2 separate regions of the Mus musculus genome follow, and region 1 is linked to region 2. The links are chromatin contacts, called in public promoter capture Hi-C maps. All regions are on one chromosome and are shown on one strand. Each heading gives the region's core, a stretch centred on a gene start, on an enhancer-like site or on the middle of the called end of the contact. The rest is flanking DNA. Distances are from core to core; before and after follow the strand shown. Region 1 holds the start of Chrnb4 (cholinergic receptor, nicotinic, beta polypeptide 4). Region 2 holds the start of Crabp1 (cellular retinoic acid binding protein I).

Region 1 (3,364 bases), core at 293-2,792, 280 kb before region 2:
TTAAAAAAAAATCATTACAAGGTTTTTTGGTTTTTTTTACTAACAAATTGAAAAAACAGCTACTGACTCACATGTGTAAGAAATCCTACGACAATATAACGGATGTTTCCTGACTAGAGGGCTTTTTAAGAAAGTTTACATTTTGTGCCTTTTAAATGTTTTGTATTGGTATATATTAATTATTTTTTAAAATGGGTTTGAGCTGGGTATAGTGGTGCATGCCTTTAATCACAGCACTCAGGAAGCAGAGTCAGGGGGAACTCTGTGAGTTTGAGGTTAGCCTAGCCTACATAGCAAGTTCCAGGACAGCCAGGGCTACATAGTGAGACCTTGTCTCAAAAAAAAAAAATGTTCGTTATGAGATTGTCATACATATGTATATAATAAGTTTTGGTCATTGACCACACCCTCCCAATTACTCTCTTTTGTCTCCTTCCCCTCACCTTTAGTCCTTTTGCTTTCTCCAGAATCTTCAATATGCTCTCTCTCCCCGCCTCTACCTACCGCCCATCCTGTGGCCCATCAGAGATAACAGAGCATACCTTAGACAGTCAGGACTACAGACAACTATCAGCAAGCAAACTCTCACACCCCACACCCCAGCATCCTGTCGAGGACTGGGGTGATTTCTGGCTCTTACCAAGGGTCTGCTAGTTCCACTTTATGTGAAAGGACCTACCCTTGCCTTTAGCTTCCAAAGCCCCACAGGTCACAGGCTTTGGCTTTCTACATCTCTTTCCCGGTTTGGGTTCAGGGAGAAGACGAACTTATTTTCAGTCCTGTTAGGTCTGTGGGTTCACCCTGTGAATCTGTTATTGCCGCAGTTTAAGGAGGAGAGGATGTCCTCAGACCTATCTTCTCGGAACCATCCTCAAGGCATTTCATCGACTTCTGTGCTTGTTGGTTTGCTTTTGTTTTTAAACTCCCGTGCCAACATGTCAGATTATAGCAAGAAGAAATCATCGGGGAAAGCGACTGGACTTCTGCCTTATTTTTAGGTCCAGAGGTCGTCCCTTCTCCAGGCCAAGTAAGCTCTGTTCACTTTGCCCCTGAAGCTGCTGGGTGCCCCTTAGTTGTCCCAGGTGCAGGGCTGTTTTGACTTGTCCTCTAACTTTAGATCCTGAAACTTAGCGTGGACCACCTAGGAGTGGGAAAGGCTAATGTATGCTTCTTTCAGCCACTTAAACTGCCTTGGGTAAGCCAGGCTAAGATTAAGATGGGTGAGGGGGACGCAGCCTGCCCTCTCAGACCCTCCCTTACCCTGTAACTCCACCCCTTCCCCAGTCCCCAAGACGAATGAGACAAGAGCTAGTCCACCCTCCCGAGTGCCACGCACTACCCGGCTCCTGAGTGTGAGAAAGTCTCGGGACCATCATCCATAGCCACAGGTTCCCCCAGACACACCCTGCTCTGGGTCTACCCCAAACTCCAGTTCAGTCCTCTAAGTGGGTGGGACCCACAGCAGCTTCCCAGGTGGGGAGCACAGGCTCCATCGGGTCCTAGTGCCGCCGGGCACAGAGAGACTGCCAGCTGGGACAGACGCTCACTCGCGGTTCCATTGTGGGGTGACCGGCAGCCACCCGGCCGGCCATGAGGGGTACGCCCCTGCTCCTCGTCTCTCTGTTCGCTCTGCTTCAGCCTGGTGAGTTCTTTTTAGAGAAGGTGGGAGGGACAAGGGTCGCAGTGTGGGAGGAGTGGCCGGACCAGCTGGGGAGTGGGCGGGGCAAGCCCTATGGGGATGCAGGCTGGCTTGGGTGGGTGGCCTGTGAGGTTTGGGGTCCCCGCTACCTTATTCCATGCTGCCAGGTCACCATCACTGACGAGTGTCTTCAAGCTGGGCAGTGCAGATCAGTCCCAGAGCTAAGAGGTCCCCAAAGGGTCCTCCGAGGCTCTTTCAACTCTAGTGAAGTGATGAACTTGCTACGGTATAAATGTGTGGGAGCAAGCCTGCTGTTTGGAGAGAGAGAGGGGTCACCAAGACACTAGCATTCCATATGTGCGAAGTATTTTTGCACTTTGGGGCAGGTCTTCCAGATATCACATATATGGTGGGCACTGCCATAGCTGGTCCCTAACCCTGCTTAGCTGAGGGCAGGTTGATGAACTGGGGTCTGCAGCTCACAAACTTAGCATTGACACTGAAGAGACTCTCTCAGCTCTCCTCCCCAGGTTCACTCAGACACAGTGAGGGTTTCTTCCAGACTCAGCTACCCTCCCCCTTAAATTCCAAGGTCCTTCGTAGCTTCTACCCCCACCACCTCAAGCTGTGTGCACACCAGCTTGTCCTCTGAGCTCCAATGGACCCAGAGAACCAAGGCTGCATCTTCCTCCCATAAAGATCACATCCAGAAGGTACTAGAATTAGGAGTGGGGAACAGTCAAGGTCTCCCAATCAAAGTAGTGTTGGCACAGTATGCATTATGGCTTTGGATCACTGCTGGGTGCCCCTATTCTGTTACCCTCTCTCAAGCTCCTTATCTGTTCCATGACAACAATCCGCCTTGCCTGTCATCTGACAAACACTGGCAGTATTTCTGAAGTATGGTCCCACTAGGCTGTCTGCACCTTCCTCTACAGACTCCTGAACCCCAGCCTAGGCTCAGGGGATCTGAACCTCTGGAAATGGAAGCTGGGGAATTGGCTTTTATATAGCCAGGTGATTCTGACCTGTGATTGGAGAAGCACTGATAGCATTTGGTGAGTTCCTTCTAAGACAGCATTCTGAGTTTCTAAGATGCTCACAGCCACCCTTTAGCGAGCACATATCTGCATCTCACAGGCCCCTCCTTCACTAAGCACATGCCCTCACCTGGCAAGCCCTGCCCTTCAGATACACACTTGCCAATGAGATTCTGTTAACCGTTGCATCCCCAGATAGCTCTCTATTTCTAGATTGGATATGCTTTCTCAGACTGGACACACAGAGAGACACTCACAATTCCACTATGGTTAAGAATCCTATCAGATTCTCAACCTTTCTCCTTTTCCTCAAGGGAGCATTCTTGCCAAGGAAAATCTCCAAAGGCAAGACCTTGTGCAGCAGCCAATGGGGCTCTCGTTTTTTTTTTTTTTTCAACATTGTATCACGATGACCTCTAGTGGTGGTTTATCTGCTTAACTGTATAAAGTTTGACTCCGTGAAAGCCCTCAGGAGCTGGTGGTGACCCTCTGACATGTTACTTATCTCTTGGATCTGACAGGCTCTGGAAAGCATTAGGAGTAGATGGCAAAGTCTGCCTATGTGCTCTTAGGGTTCCCTTTGGAGGTGAAAAGAGGGGGTGCATTTCAGCCATAACAGCCCTGCTGGTCATTTCACTTCTCTGCCCCATCCACAGGCATGCTAACAAACACAGACACAAGTGAT
Region 2 (3,382 bases), core at 853-3,352:
ATTCAGGCAACTCGGACCCGGCCTGGGCTATAGAGTGAGATCCTGTCTCAAACAACCAACCAAACAAGACAACAAAATGCACAAAACAACAACCACAAAACCCATGACAGAGAAAGGGGACATTTTTAAAAAATGAGATAGCACGGCAAGTGTTACAGATACTCAGTCTTTGGGTCATGTCTCAGGAGAACAAAACTAAACTAAACAAAAACAAAAACAAAACAAAACAAGCAAACAACAAAACTCTTCTCTTGGTTGTTAGATATAGTGGTGGATGCCGGTAATCCTAGAACTCCAGCGGATTATGATGGAGTATTCGGAGATCACCAGGTTTACGTGGAAACTGCAGGCTACCCTAGTCAGGGCTGCATAGCAAGCCCCAATTTCTCATAAATCAATCTCTCTCTCTCTCTCTCTCTCTCTCTCTCTCTCTCTCTCTCTCTCCCTTTCTCTCCTCTCTCTCCCTCCCTCCCTCTCTCTCCCCTTCTCTCCTCTCTCCTCTCCCTCCCACCTCCCTCCTCTCTCTCTCCCTCCTTCTCTTCCCTCCCCTCTCTCCCTACCCACCTCTTTCTGTCTGTTCTAAGTCCTTGAGGACTTAGAAAGGACATTTAGTACATTGTCTGAACTAGAACATGCGTTGCTTCTTTTACTTTTGGAAGAATCTCACCATTCCCTTAAAGACCTCGGTTGAACACGGAAGGGCAGGAAGAGGTGATGGGTGCGGGGTCCGGGGTGTGTGTGCATGCGCGCGCGCGCGCGCGCGGCGGGGACGGAGGGGGGGGGGATCCGGGCTGTGCAACTGGATCCGAATCCTTGCCCTACAGTCCAAGGACCCAGGGGGCGGGATGCTAAATCAGCCACTTCACCTATGACAGGTAAGTAGGCAGCTGCGCAGAACAGGAGGCAGCAGCGGTCCCAGGAACCTCTCTACCTATGCAGCCAGAGCTAGCGCTGAAGGCGCCGCTAGCGAGGCACTAACCAGGACCACACACCCACCCAGAGTTCAAAGCGCGCGCGCGCGCCTTTTGGCGCCCGGGTGATAGATAGTATGAGGGGAACCTCGGGTAGGGCTTTCTCCTGAGCCCAGGACCATCAGGTCACACAAACTTCCCGTGACACACCCTGCAGCGGGTCAAGGGTTTTAATGGGGGGGTACCCGGGAAGGAGGTGCGGTCTCTGGAGCCTCACCCTGCATTTGCGTCCGTCCACTGTCTCCTCCTCGAAGCCCTCTCCGACCTTGAAGTTGATCTCCGTGGTGCGCACAGTAGTGGATGTCTTGATGTAGAACTGATCCCCGTCTTGGCGGATCTCCACGTGCGGCTTAGACGCAGCCGCCACGGCCACCTTCCTCAGCATGGCGTTCACACCTGCGCAAGGAAGCATAGATTCGGGTCTCTGGTCCTCACCCACTGGTCTCCCCCAGACCTGTTTGGCACTTCCCAAATCCTCTGGCTTTAGACGGGGCTCTTAAATTAGTCCCACTTGTCTCTTTCCTCCCTTGGGTTTTAGAGAAGAAAACCCGAGGCTTAAAGTCGGCAAGCGGCTTTCCTGAGTTACCCAGGGCTTTCATGGCAAGATCTGGTCTTTTAAAAGCCCCAGTTTAAAGTCCCTGCTCTTCACTGTGATCTAGCACGAGATAAAGATGGGACCGTCGAGAAAGGCGCCAAATGTCCAGCAAACGTTAGTTGAACTCCCTGGGGCTGGAGCCCGCTCTCCTCTGCGACCTGGGTTTGGGGGGTGGGGGAACCTCAAAGGAAACAGAGATTCATCACTCCGTTGACTCCCTCCTGCCTGAACCTACCCAGGCCACCCTCTCTGGGACCCGGGCGCCTCGCAGCTGCTTCTAACAGACCGGACATACTCTCTGTACCAGCTTACCCAACGCCTTGAGGAGCTCGTCGAAATTCTCGCTGCTGCGCATCTTCCAGGTACCGGCGAAGTTGGGCATGGTGGCAGTGGTGTTGGCTGTAGCGGCGGCGCGAAGGCAGGGGCAGGCACCCACCTCTGCTGCGGAGCGGTCGCACGCTGCGTTGCAGAGAGACTGGCGTTCTGCGCCCAGCCGCAAGCGCCTTGAGTCGCTAGGGTAGCGCCCCCCCCCTTCTGGGGCCCCGCCCTCAAGTCCCGCCCCTGCCCTGCGTGCACGAGGGGCGGGGGGTGGCCCACGAGGGGTGAGCCCGACTCCCCGCCCTAAGGCGCCCCTCACCATTCCTCATCTTCTCAGCCACTAGTGATGCAACTTGGAACTTGCTCTCCCCTGGTGCCTCCTCCACCACGCCGCCCACATTCTGTTTTAAACTGGGTGGTAGGAGAGGGTTTAATGAAGCTAGGTCGGCCTGGAGGAGATACATGAGGCTAGCTAGGTAGTGGGGATTCAGGGGAACGCGACATTCTTTCTCTACTTTTGCCTATGTTTGAAAATATCTGTTAGTAGTAAGGCCATAGGCATGGAAGCCACTTTCTTTCCACCCATACTTTCTGGCTGCCACTAGCCGGTCGAATTTGCTCTGTTCGGCTTTTCAGTTAGCATATGGAGGACCAATTAGAGTGGCGGGAAAGGCCCAGCCCCTACCCTTGCTTATCCCGGGCATGGAGGCACGGAGGTACCAAGGCAGGTTCAAACGGGTGCTGGAAACCAAGCCTCTCATGCAGGTTTTCTGCTTAAGTTAGAAGGGAGCCCAGACCAACACCGTCCCTTTGTTGTTGCCTAAGGGACGGAACAAGCAAAATGCAGGGAAATGCGGCAGCTTATTTTGTAAAATTGCGGGTTTGAGCTCTGCAGTCCTACTGGGAAGGCCTAGCAAGAAAGCCTAGCTCCTGCCTTTGCTCTAACAGATCTGAAAATCAACGCCAGAGCCCAGAGTCTCCACTAAGGAGTGTACACACAGGTCCCTGTGCCTTACCAGCTTTCAGACCTCAACATTTCCTTGCAGCCTCTTTCCACTGTTTCACCATTGCTACACCTCAGCCAAACTGCCCAATTCAGGATCTTAGAACCTGCCACGGGTGGCTCCATATCAGCCGTTGACCATGCTGCTCGAGGTCCCCAAAGGTCACTTTTCCTTCATGGGCTGAAAAAAAAAAAAGCTTGCCCACTCCTCATGACACAGGTGTTGTAAAATTCTGTTTAGGTCCTAAGCAGATTACTTTCCTCGGAATTGACAGGATTCCTTCTGGTCCAGTCTTCCCTGTGAAAATAGGCCATTTAGAGCTCAGCGATCAAAGTTGATCAATGCACCCTCATTTCCTCAGGCTCAGCCAGGTGGGGCTCAGAAGTGAATCGATTCTCAAAAGATGCAGATGTTCTGAAGCCTAGAGGTGATTGTGGGGTGAGGATTCCCCGAGGACCTGGGGTTGGTTCATGCTGAATGCTGCTAACAGAAGA

Evidence for each region. Promoter capture Hi-C pulls out the DNA fragments that hold promoters and counts their contacts.
Region 1: a contact with region 2 is called in a promoter capture Hi-C map of embryonic stem cells, with 13 read pairs. The contact joins the promoter of Chrnb4 here to the promoter of Crabp1 in region 2. A contact is called at or near these places in 2 of 39 promoter capture datasets (both in embryonic stem cells) and 1 of 115 datasets of contacts at active chromatin or transcription factors (embryonic stem cells).

What each region holds. Positions count from the first base shown.
Region 1 is chr9:55,046,722-55,050,085 of GRCm38.p6, reverse strand. Chrnb4 (cholinergic receptor, nicotinic, beta polypeptide 4) reads left to right here and starts at 1,542. Exons shown (of 6, transcript NM_148944.4): 1 at 1,542-1,642. The coding sequence starts at 1,591.
Region 2 is chr9:54,763,468-54,766,849 of GRCm38.p6, reverse strand. It overlaps Crabp1 (cellular retinoic acid binding protein I), which reads right to left and starts at 2,102. Exons shown (of 4, transcript NM_013496.3): 1 at 1,879-2,102; 2 at 1,189-1,367. The coding sequence starts at 1,948.